Linked DNA regions of Bicyclus anynana: region 2 is linked to region 1. Evidence: chromatin contacts called from public Hi-C data. All regions are on one chromosome and are shown on one strand. Each heading gives the region's core, a stretch centred on a gene start, on an enhancer-like site or on the middle of the called end of the contact. The rest is flanking DNA. Distances are from core to core; before and after follow the strand shown.

Region 1 (4,450 bases), core at 1,246-3,745:
TCGCCGCCCGGCGAGGCCCTAGCAAGTTCCGTTTATTGGTACTGGTTTTGGGTAACTTGATCTGAAACTGTGTGTACTTTTGCCACTTACTTATTATATTTTGTCATTTCAGACAAGAAAATACAACAACGCTGGCGAACAGCAAGGGACACTTACCATAAAGACAAGATATCTGAAAAAAATCAGCCATCCGGCTCTGGGAGTAAGAAGAAGAAGAAATATTCTTACTATGACATTTTGACTTTCTTAGACAGTACAACGGAAACTGCTGGAGAAGAGTCACTCTGTGAAGAAATGTCTGAACAAAGTAATTTAGAAACACCTAATGAGTCCACGCAACCAGGTACTTCACGTCAAGAAAGTTCTCAACTAACATCACAACGTAATTTAGAAACACGTAATGAGTCCACGCAACCAGATACTTCACGTCAAGAAAGTTCTCAACTAACATCACAACGTAATTTAGAAACACGTAATGAGTCCACGCAACCAGATACTTCACGTCAAGAAAGTTCTCAACTAACATCACAACGTAATTTAGAAACACGTAATGAGTCCACGCAACCAGATACTTCACGTCAAGAAAGTTCTCAACTAACATCACAACGTAATTTAGAAACACGTAATGAGTCCACGCAACCAGATACTTCACGTCAAGAAAGTTCTCAACTAACATCACAACGTAATTTAGAAACACGTAATGAGTCCACGCAACCAGATACTTCACGTCAAGAAAGTTCTCACCCAACATCAAAACAAAAACAAGTAAAATCTAAAAAGCAAGCACCATCTGAATTTGAGGCACAGTTATTAGAATGCTTAAAGTCTAATCAACTGGAGCTAGAAAGTGAGGATTTGGCTTTCTTTCAGTCTCTGCAGCCTTCATTAAAAAGATTCACTAGATATCAAAAACTAATGTTCAGAACAAAAGTGTTAAATATAGTTATGGAAATGGAAAGTCAAACACAACCTGCATACTACAGTCCCATACCTACAACAAGTTCTAGTGCTTTTACTGAGCTTGACAGTTTGTCACCGATAAATCAAGATTACCAAACCAATAGTATAATCCAGGATACTTCGAGTCTTAACGACAATGCTATTAGTTCTGCTGCAGTGAATGACAATGAAACTCTTATTTCGACTGAAAGCGGCTTGTTTAATATCACGTCTTATGACGTAATTTATACCCCAGCAACAACATCGTCTACAGGCGAAAGAAATGTCAACGCTCAGGATACAAATTTACAAAGAAATGAATGATGTAAAATTTGATTTTTTAATTTATGAATAAAACTCTTTTTATTAAAATGAGTACGATTAACTTTTTTTCTCCAGTTTCTCATTAATTGTATGTTTAGTCATATGAGTGCGGTTGTACACACGGCACAGATCAAGTTACTCAAATCCAGTATAAGCGGGACTCCGACGGGTTACCTAAGTATGATAATACGCAAGGCGCGAGTTCCATTTATGCTGGTTTTGGGTAACTTGATCTGTGGCCATGTGTACTTTATCAGATAAAAAAAAGGATTGTGTATCCACCTACGTTGAACGTACCAATCCCAAACCAATTAAGGACTTTTTTTGACTTTAAATTACTGTCATGTGCAAACCTATAACTTTTATCTATATTATAATAAGTAGCGTGTGATGAAAGGTAGGAATGATTCCACGTTAATGGTGACATTTTATGAGTAAAATAATCTTATTTTATGAAATTTCAACAATTAATAACCAATGACGCGTTACTTTACGATATTTCAAACAAAAAATCATTATTATACCGTTTATTTAGACTGGATAATTACTAGAACATGTGTTGTATGATGTCTCAATAGTTGACCACGATGGTCAACTACCGAAAAAATCATTGATTTGATTTTTGTTTAACATTTTTGCAGTTGACCAGAGTACATGACAAAATTTTTTTTTGCACATGTAAATTTACACATGACAGTAATTTGAAGTCAAAAAAGTCCTTTACTGGTTTGGGATTGGTACGTTTATCCTACCTGTTCAAATCCCTTTCCACTAAATCATAGCAGGAAATTAAATATTTAAAATTTAAAACTTACCTTAATGTAATAGCGAGCCTCTCAATCGGTTGTATTGTAATCCTTCGTAAACTGCGTTTTTGTAGCTTATTCTCAATTTTACACAACAGTTCATCAAAAGAACGAATGGACATTCGAAAGTAATTTTTAAATTTACGTTCATTATTTTGTAGTTTTCCAAAGTGTGTAACAAACGCCCCAGCAAGAAGCCTATTTTCAAGAAAGGGATCAACATGTACTCTTGTCTTCTTGTTTCGTCGTTTGTAAAGTATGTAAGCGATAGATATTCTTCTGACATTGATCATTTTTGAACACGTCTATACCGTTACGCAGCCCGTAGCAAACTGAAACTCATGCTGCGTATGATCCGCAGCGTGAAATTTTACGCATGCGGTCCAATCCCGCGTGCGTGAGCAAATCCGCGTGACACTAAAAGCGCCCTAATGCCAACATGTTAATTATTGTGACTTGTGCGGCTTTTGCGTTTTATTTACATAATCGTACATCATGCTAAACGCACTTCAAGTCACATTGTGCGGTAACAATGTGCTGGAAACGGCCAATGAATTTTAAGCGGCGGCAATATCAAATAAAATTAAAACGAATGGACACATTGTACGAGACCTACACTAATATACTCGTACGAGTAAGTTCGGCAATTCCCAAATGAGCATTGTAGTTCTTACGGATACTACAAAAATATTTAATAACGATCCTATTATCATCATCATCATCATCTTCATATCAGCCGATGGACGTCCACTGCAGGACATAGGCCTTTTGTAGGGACTTCCAAACATCACGATACTGAGCCGCCTGCATCCAGCGAATCCCTGCGACTCGCTTGATGTCGTCAGTCCACCTGGTAGGAGGTTGACTGAACACTGCGCTTTGTAGTGCGGGGTCGCCATTCCAGCACCTTGGGACCCCAACGTGCATCGTTCTTCGAACTATGTGCCCCGCCCATCGCCACTTCATCTTCGCGACTCGTTGAGCTATGTCGGTGACTTCGGTTCTTCTGCGGATCTCCTCATTTCTGATTCGATCACGCCGACATCAACAACAACAGCCACAATCCCATAAAACCTTTAAAGTTATTATTTTTTTTAATAGTGTCAGAGCTGTCTGTAGAGCTAGTTCAGGGAAGAAATACGAGTATTACTGATGTTTTTCATTTACTGGCGATGTAAATTGGCTTGACAATGTATGCCATAATTTGTCAGTCAAAGGGGAGTGTATTTAAGGAAATATCTCCGGAATATCTACTAAGTGAATAATTATTGTTATATACCACTACTTACTACCATAGTACTTCAAAGTTAATAATATTTAATCAATAAAATCGTAGATTATTTTGAATCATCAATAAGTAATTGGTTTTTATCTAGGCCATCTGATTGTTCCGTTATGTATTACTAAAATTTAGTTATATGGCAACAGCAAAACTTAAAATAAGAAAGTATTGCATATTCCCAGAAAATAAGTCTACTAAGCATTTTAATTCAATATTATTTTACCAATGCAAAGCCACGTTATTTCTGAAGGTCATAGACTATATGTATTGCTACGCACGGGAACAAGTACTACGGCGGTGAATCCGCAGGGCATGGGCTTGTTGCACATAGATGAATTAAGATGCTTGGAAGCCGTTAGATCAACTTCACACAGGAAGTAAAACTATAATAAATTGTAATGTTGTCATCAATAATTGTAAATTATAATATTGTATGATTTTTTTTTAAAGAGCAATTTGTTGAGCAAGCTGTTGATTTTCTTGCCGGTTTCTTCTCAGCAGAACCTGCCTTCCGAACCGGCGGTAGAATCTTTACAAATAGTCAACTGACGTATCAAAAGTACTTGTAAACTGAGCCTACTTGAAATACATGATTTTTTTTTTAAACGCACACTTATGTCAGTTTAATGCCAGTTTTTTCGTCGGAAACATATCCTTTGTAATGACTTTCCTATCGTTTTAGAAACGATCACTGACAACAGTAAATTCATCAAAATCTGTTTAAACACGTTCTGTAACATATAAAATCAAGTTTATTTTTAAATTACTAAATCGAAGAGTTTCCTTCTTTCGAACACACAAAAACACTTCATAAATCGTCGAGAATCATCATCAATTGTAGTCATGTAGTGATGCAATAAAATGTGTTCCGAATCGTGTTTCATTAGATAATCCATCAAGCCACGTAGTAATACGTCTTATCTGCTATATTAATGCATTCTGATAAACACACATTGGAAGCTAAAGGTTGCCGGATAACATATCGGGTTGCGGATTAACATAATTGTACATTCATCCATTCAACATGTATTGAGGTTGCCCTCACTAACAGTTATTATGTAGTGATTGAAGGCTCAATAAACAACTTTTATGCATGTAA
Region 2 (4,450 bases), core at 726-3,225, 80 kb before region 1:
AGCGTAGCTTCGAATCTGGTCCGGGGCATGCACCTCCAACTTTTCAGTTATATGTGCATTTTAAGAAATTCAATATCACATGTCTCAAACAGTGAAGGAAAAGCATCGTGAGGAAACCTGCATACCTAAGAATTTTCTTAATTCTCTACATGTGTGAATTATCTAATCCACATTGGGCCAGCGTGGTTGACTAAGATCTAACCCTTCTCATTCTGAGAGGAGACTCGTGCTCTACAGTGAGCCGTTTATGGGTTGTTAATGATGATACCGTAATTTACAATAGAACAACCAACAACGTGTCTTACTCTTATCACCCGCCGCAGTTCGTTAAGCTTCTAAGCCCATTAGGTAAATGAGATTTCAACGGCGTATTTATCTACGATCGAAGCGAACAATGATCTTTGTTCCTACAGTTGCATACCATTCAGTAGTAAGTTCAGTTTTTTTTAAAATAATATTTGCCATATCTTTTATAATATGACCAATATTCCCATTCCCCTCCTAACTAGTCGGGAAAGACTGTGCTAGGAGTGGGTACGACAATAGACCAACGGGGTGAGGATTGAACCACCACCCCTCAGTGATGAGTCCAACCGCTCTTACCGTTGAGCTATTTAGGCTTTTACAAATTTAAATAAATAAATATATTTGAACAATACATTTATCTAGCCCCAAAGCACGCTTACTTTAGGGCTAGATAAGAAGATAGAAGAAACCATCCATGGTCATCACAAAAATATTTTTCCTGTTGTAGATCATGTGAGTACACTAGTTCAATACCAACTGAGCCACTGCACCAGTTCTGAGACTCGTGCTCATCAGTAAACCGAATATGGGTAATCATGATGATGATGATGTAAAACACAAGTATCGATTTTGCAATTCTGAAGAAAAACAATGCTACTAACACATTTTTATATAGACAGACGGGGCGACGGGGGGAAACAATGTGCCGGTGTGAAACCGTGCGTGCGGGGAAATGAGGTGCATCAGTCGTGGATTTTTTATTCATCGCTACCATCGGACCATCGGGAATGTTACGAACGAAGTTGCCAAGCTATAATCGTCTTTATTAAAATGTTGATCGCAATAGCTTTTTTAAATATCGAGTTTTCGTGATACTTAAGGGAAAACAAGAGAAATTCATCAAACAAAGTTATAAAGGCGTAGACAGGCTTGTTATTGAACATGACGTAGAATGTTGATTTTTATTACGTCAAATAAACCTTGCACGTGGCTGAGTACCCTTGTATCCTTCTGCCATTTAACCCAAGACCTTGAGATGTCGTCAACCCTTTCACTATAAATATTCATTGTATATCTTATGTTACAAATTCCTGAAACAGGGATGGTCTAAGGCTTCTTTATTTAATAAATAAAAAGGAGTATTTTTATTATTAATTATTATTCTATTAAAAACTAAGAAAATTACTCTATATATATTTTTACCACGACATATATCGAGAAGTCCCAAAGTAATTGAAAACTTTTTTAAATAAATTGTGATATTGCACTTAGCTGCAAAATCATCCGATTAAAGATGAACATTGAACTCCAGGTTCGTTTGATAAGATTGGTTCTTGAATTGAGACCACGTTGCAAGCTTATATCTGCCGTCAATCAACATAGTACCTATATATTGATCCATTCTGAAGGTGTGAAATTATATCTCGTGTCTACATTCGTGTATGCATTACGATGCATTGTTGCATGTGTTCTTAGTAAGTGCTCCAAGTGAAGTTGCTCTTGTTATAGGCGGTTTTCCTCTTCAGAACAAATGAGCGAACCACCTGTTCAGTCAACTATGACACGTCATATAAAATGTGTATTTCATATTTTATCACAGCCAGCAACCCTGACGTCACCCCGAGTAGAGCCTCGTAAAAAGTTATCGCTCCCTATTTTGCGGCATAAATAAATACGAGCAGTAAATAAATGTCCGGTTAATGCCAGCCGCATACCACCCACCGGAACCACTTTCTTTGACGTTTACATTTTTTTTTTGCTGCAACTACGGCGGAAGAGTTGAGCGTTGAGTGCACTTACGTTCAGCCGTAAATCCGCAGTTTTTTTAACAAGTTTAATAATTTTAATTGCGTCTGCGAATTTAACGATTTATGCTCATAAAATTTTACGATCGTTGAAAACGTTCAAGTTTTCCAACAGATATACATCCCTACATCACCCTACATCATATAGTATTAAATGAAGTCGTTTCCGCTGTATGTTCGCTTAAATATTTTAAACTATTCAACGTATTTTAATGCATATCAGAGATTTTAAGCAAAGCGGCTACTTTATAGCTTATAGATATCTTGTAGTGGGAGCCGAGCCGCCGAGGGAGAGGTGATAACCCAGTGACCTCTGCCTTCGGGTGTGGGTTCGAATCTGGTCCGGGGCAACTTTTTAGTTGTGTGCATTTTAAGAAATTAAATATCACGTGTCTCAAACGGTGAGGACACCTGCCAATATAATACCAGAGAATTTTCTTAATTCTTTACTTGTGTGAAGTCTACCACTCCGCATTGGGTACCACGCACCACCAGCGTGATGGTCTATTAGTCTTATCCCTCTCATTCTGAGAGGAGACTCTAGCTCAGCAGTGAGCCGAATATGGGTTGATAAGGATGATGATGATCCTGTAGTAAAGACTAATCATAATATTGGTATTTAGGTACATAGCACACGTGCGAATCCAGGGCTGGTCGCTAGTATATAAATAAACGTAGACAGATGTTTGTGTGAACGGGTTGAGTGGCCGTTAATTGATGTTTGAATAAAATTATGTAAATAATTCAATTTGCCGTGGAAATTGCAAACAGACCACTGCCGTCAGTGTATACGTAATCAGGTGTAGAGCAAACAGTACGTACGGCTTTTGCTTTCTTTGTCAGCTACTTCAGAACTATTAGCACAGTAGCATGACACAAGATCAGCCGTAACTATCTCGAGAGCGCATAGAAAAAAACTTCTTCAAATATAAATTACTAGCGGACGCCCGCGACTTCGTCCGCGTGGAATTCAGTTTTACACAAATCCCGCGGGAGTCATGGATATTTCCGGGATAAAAAGTGGTCTATGTGTTAATGAAGGGTATTATCTGTATTAATTTTAAATTTAAGCCAAATCGGTAGAACCATTGCGGCGTTACAGAGTAACAAACATCTATACAAACTTTCGCGTTTATAATATTCGTAGGATTTTTTTAATTTTCAAAATCGACACTACAGAGAAAGCAGCTACTGCTATTTTTCTTGTCTGCTAGTACTACATAATCTTGAGCTCAAAACTCACTTTTACGCCTTGGACATGGAACTCATAACGAAATCAGCTTGACATTCTACATCCAAATCCATCCATACTTATTAGTAGAGTTAGTAGAAGACGTCCGCTAAGAATGGATTTTGCGAGAGAGCCGGATTAAGGAGACCTAAATGCGGACGAAGTAGCGAGTATCCGCTAATGACTTACTATACAGATGGCGTGTCTGTAAAAGTGTGGTGGTCAATTCTAAGGGTCCATTTACAGGAGCAGCACGTTGCCAACGGCAGCTGGCAACTGCTACAGACGACTGCAGTCAACTGCAGTCAACTTGCAGTCGCCGACGTCGCGGCGGCAGACGAAGGCGGTCGCCATCTGCAGTCGACTGCCGTTGACTGCCGTCGACTGCCGTTGACTGCAGTCGACTGCTGTCTTCGATAGCACTTGCTGCTCGTGTAAATGAACCCTACAGCTCCATAGAGGTTCTTTACTTTTTTCTTTTTCGTATTGTCAAAGTTCACAATAATCCGCTGTATAAGTATGTTTATCATAAGCAGGTCGTCACAGGTTTTATTCAAATCAAGGCATTCTTAACTCGAATAGACAATAGCAATTCTGTTATCACCTTTTGTTATCTTCGTCTATGAAGTATTTAATTATATTTTTATGTGACTCAATTCTTTACGCATACCAAACTGACCGCAGCCTTTGCGAAACTGTAGCCTGCATAACTGTCGACCTATTCACTAACTTTGAGTATCTTTACTGGATACACACGAAATTTACTAATTACCTATTGTTAGAAATTTCTTAACGTTTTCTTGTCAAGTTAGCCCTAGACTAAAATATTACCTGATTACCGGGTTAACTTGTACATTCTACTTCTAGGATGAAAATTCACACTCCTTTCGGTTTCTCACTCAAGCGATCGAACCCAGGACCTCCGTCTTGTAAATACACCGCGCATACCGTTAAAGTCCACTCCACTGTCACTGTCACCGCGTCACGTGATTTCGTATTCAATATTTATTTAATTCTAACTGATCGAAATAGAGAATGTCATCCGGTGCCTAATGACAACGCTATGTGGCCATATCATAGAGTGGATATTGCCCAGTTGACATTGTTATTTTCATTAACTTTTTAGGCTTTACGGAATACGAAAAATTCGTTTGTTATTGGTTTTATG

The links. Hi-C and Micro-C count contacts between places; a contact is called where the count stands out from the background.
Region 2: a Hi-C map of whole larva shows a contact between it and region 1, with 2.3 times the contacts expected there. The contact joins the enhancer-like site here to the promoter of LOC128198117 in region 1. A contact is called at or near these places in 2 of 2 Hi-C or Micro-C datasets (whole body and whole larva).

The regions. Positions count from the first base shown.
Region 1 is chr5:3,496,224-3,500,673 of ilBicAnyn1.1, reverse strand. LOC128198117 reads right to left here and starts at 2,495. Exons shown (of 2, transcript XM_052881754.1): 1 at 2,079-2,495. The coding sequence starts at 2,362. All of the region lies in intron 3 of LOC112048448 (rho GTPase-activating protein 23), which reads right to left.
Region 2 is chr5:3,575,411-3,579,860 of ilBicAnyn1.1, reverse strand. The region is part of intron 3 of LOC112048448 (rho GTPase-activating protein 23); the gene reads right to left. Among protein-coding and RNA genes, the nearest start is that of LOC128198118, 72 kb to the right of the region's middle. Within about 2 kb of position 1,975, at least 4 of the 8 cell types and tissues checked have open chromatin away from gene starts, as enhancers often do.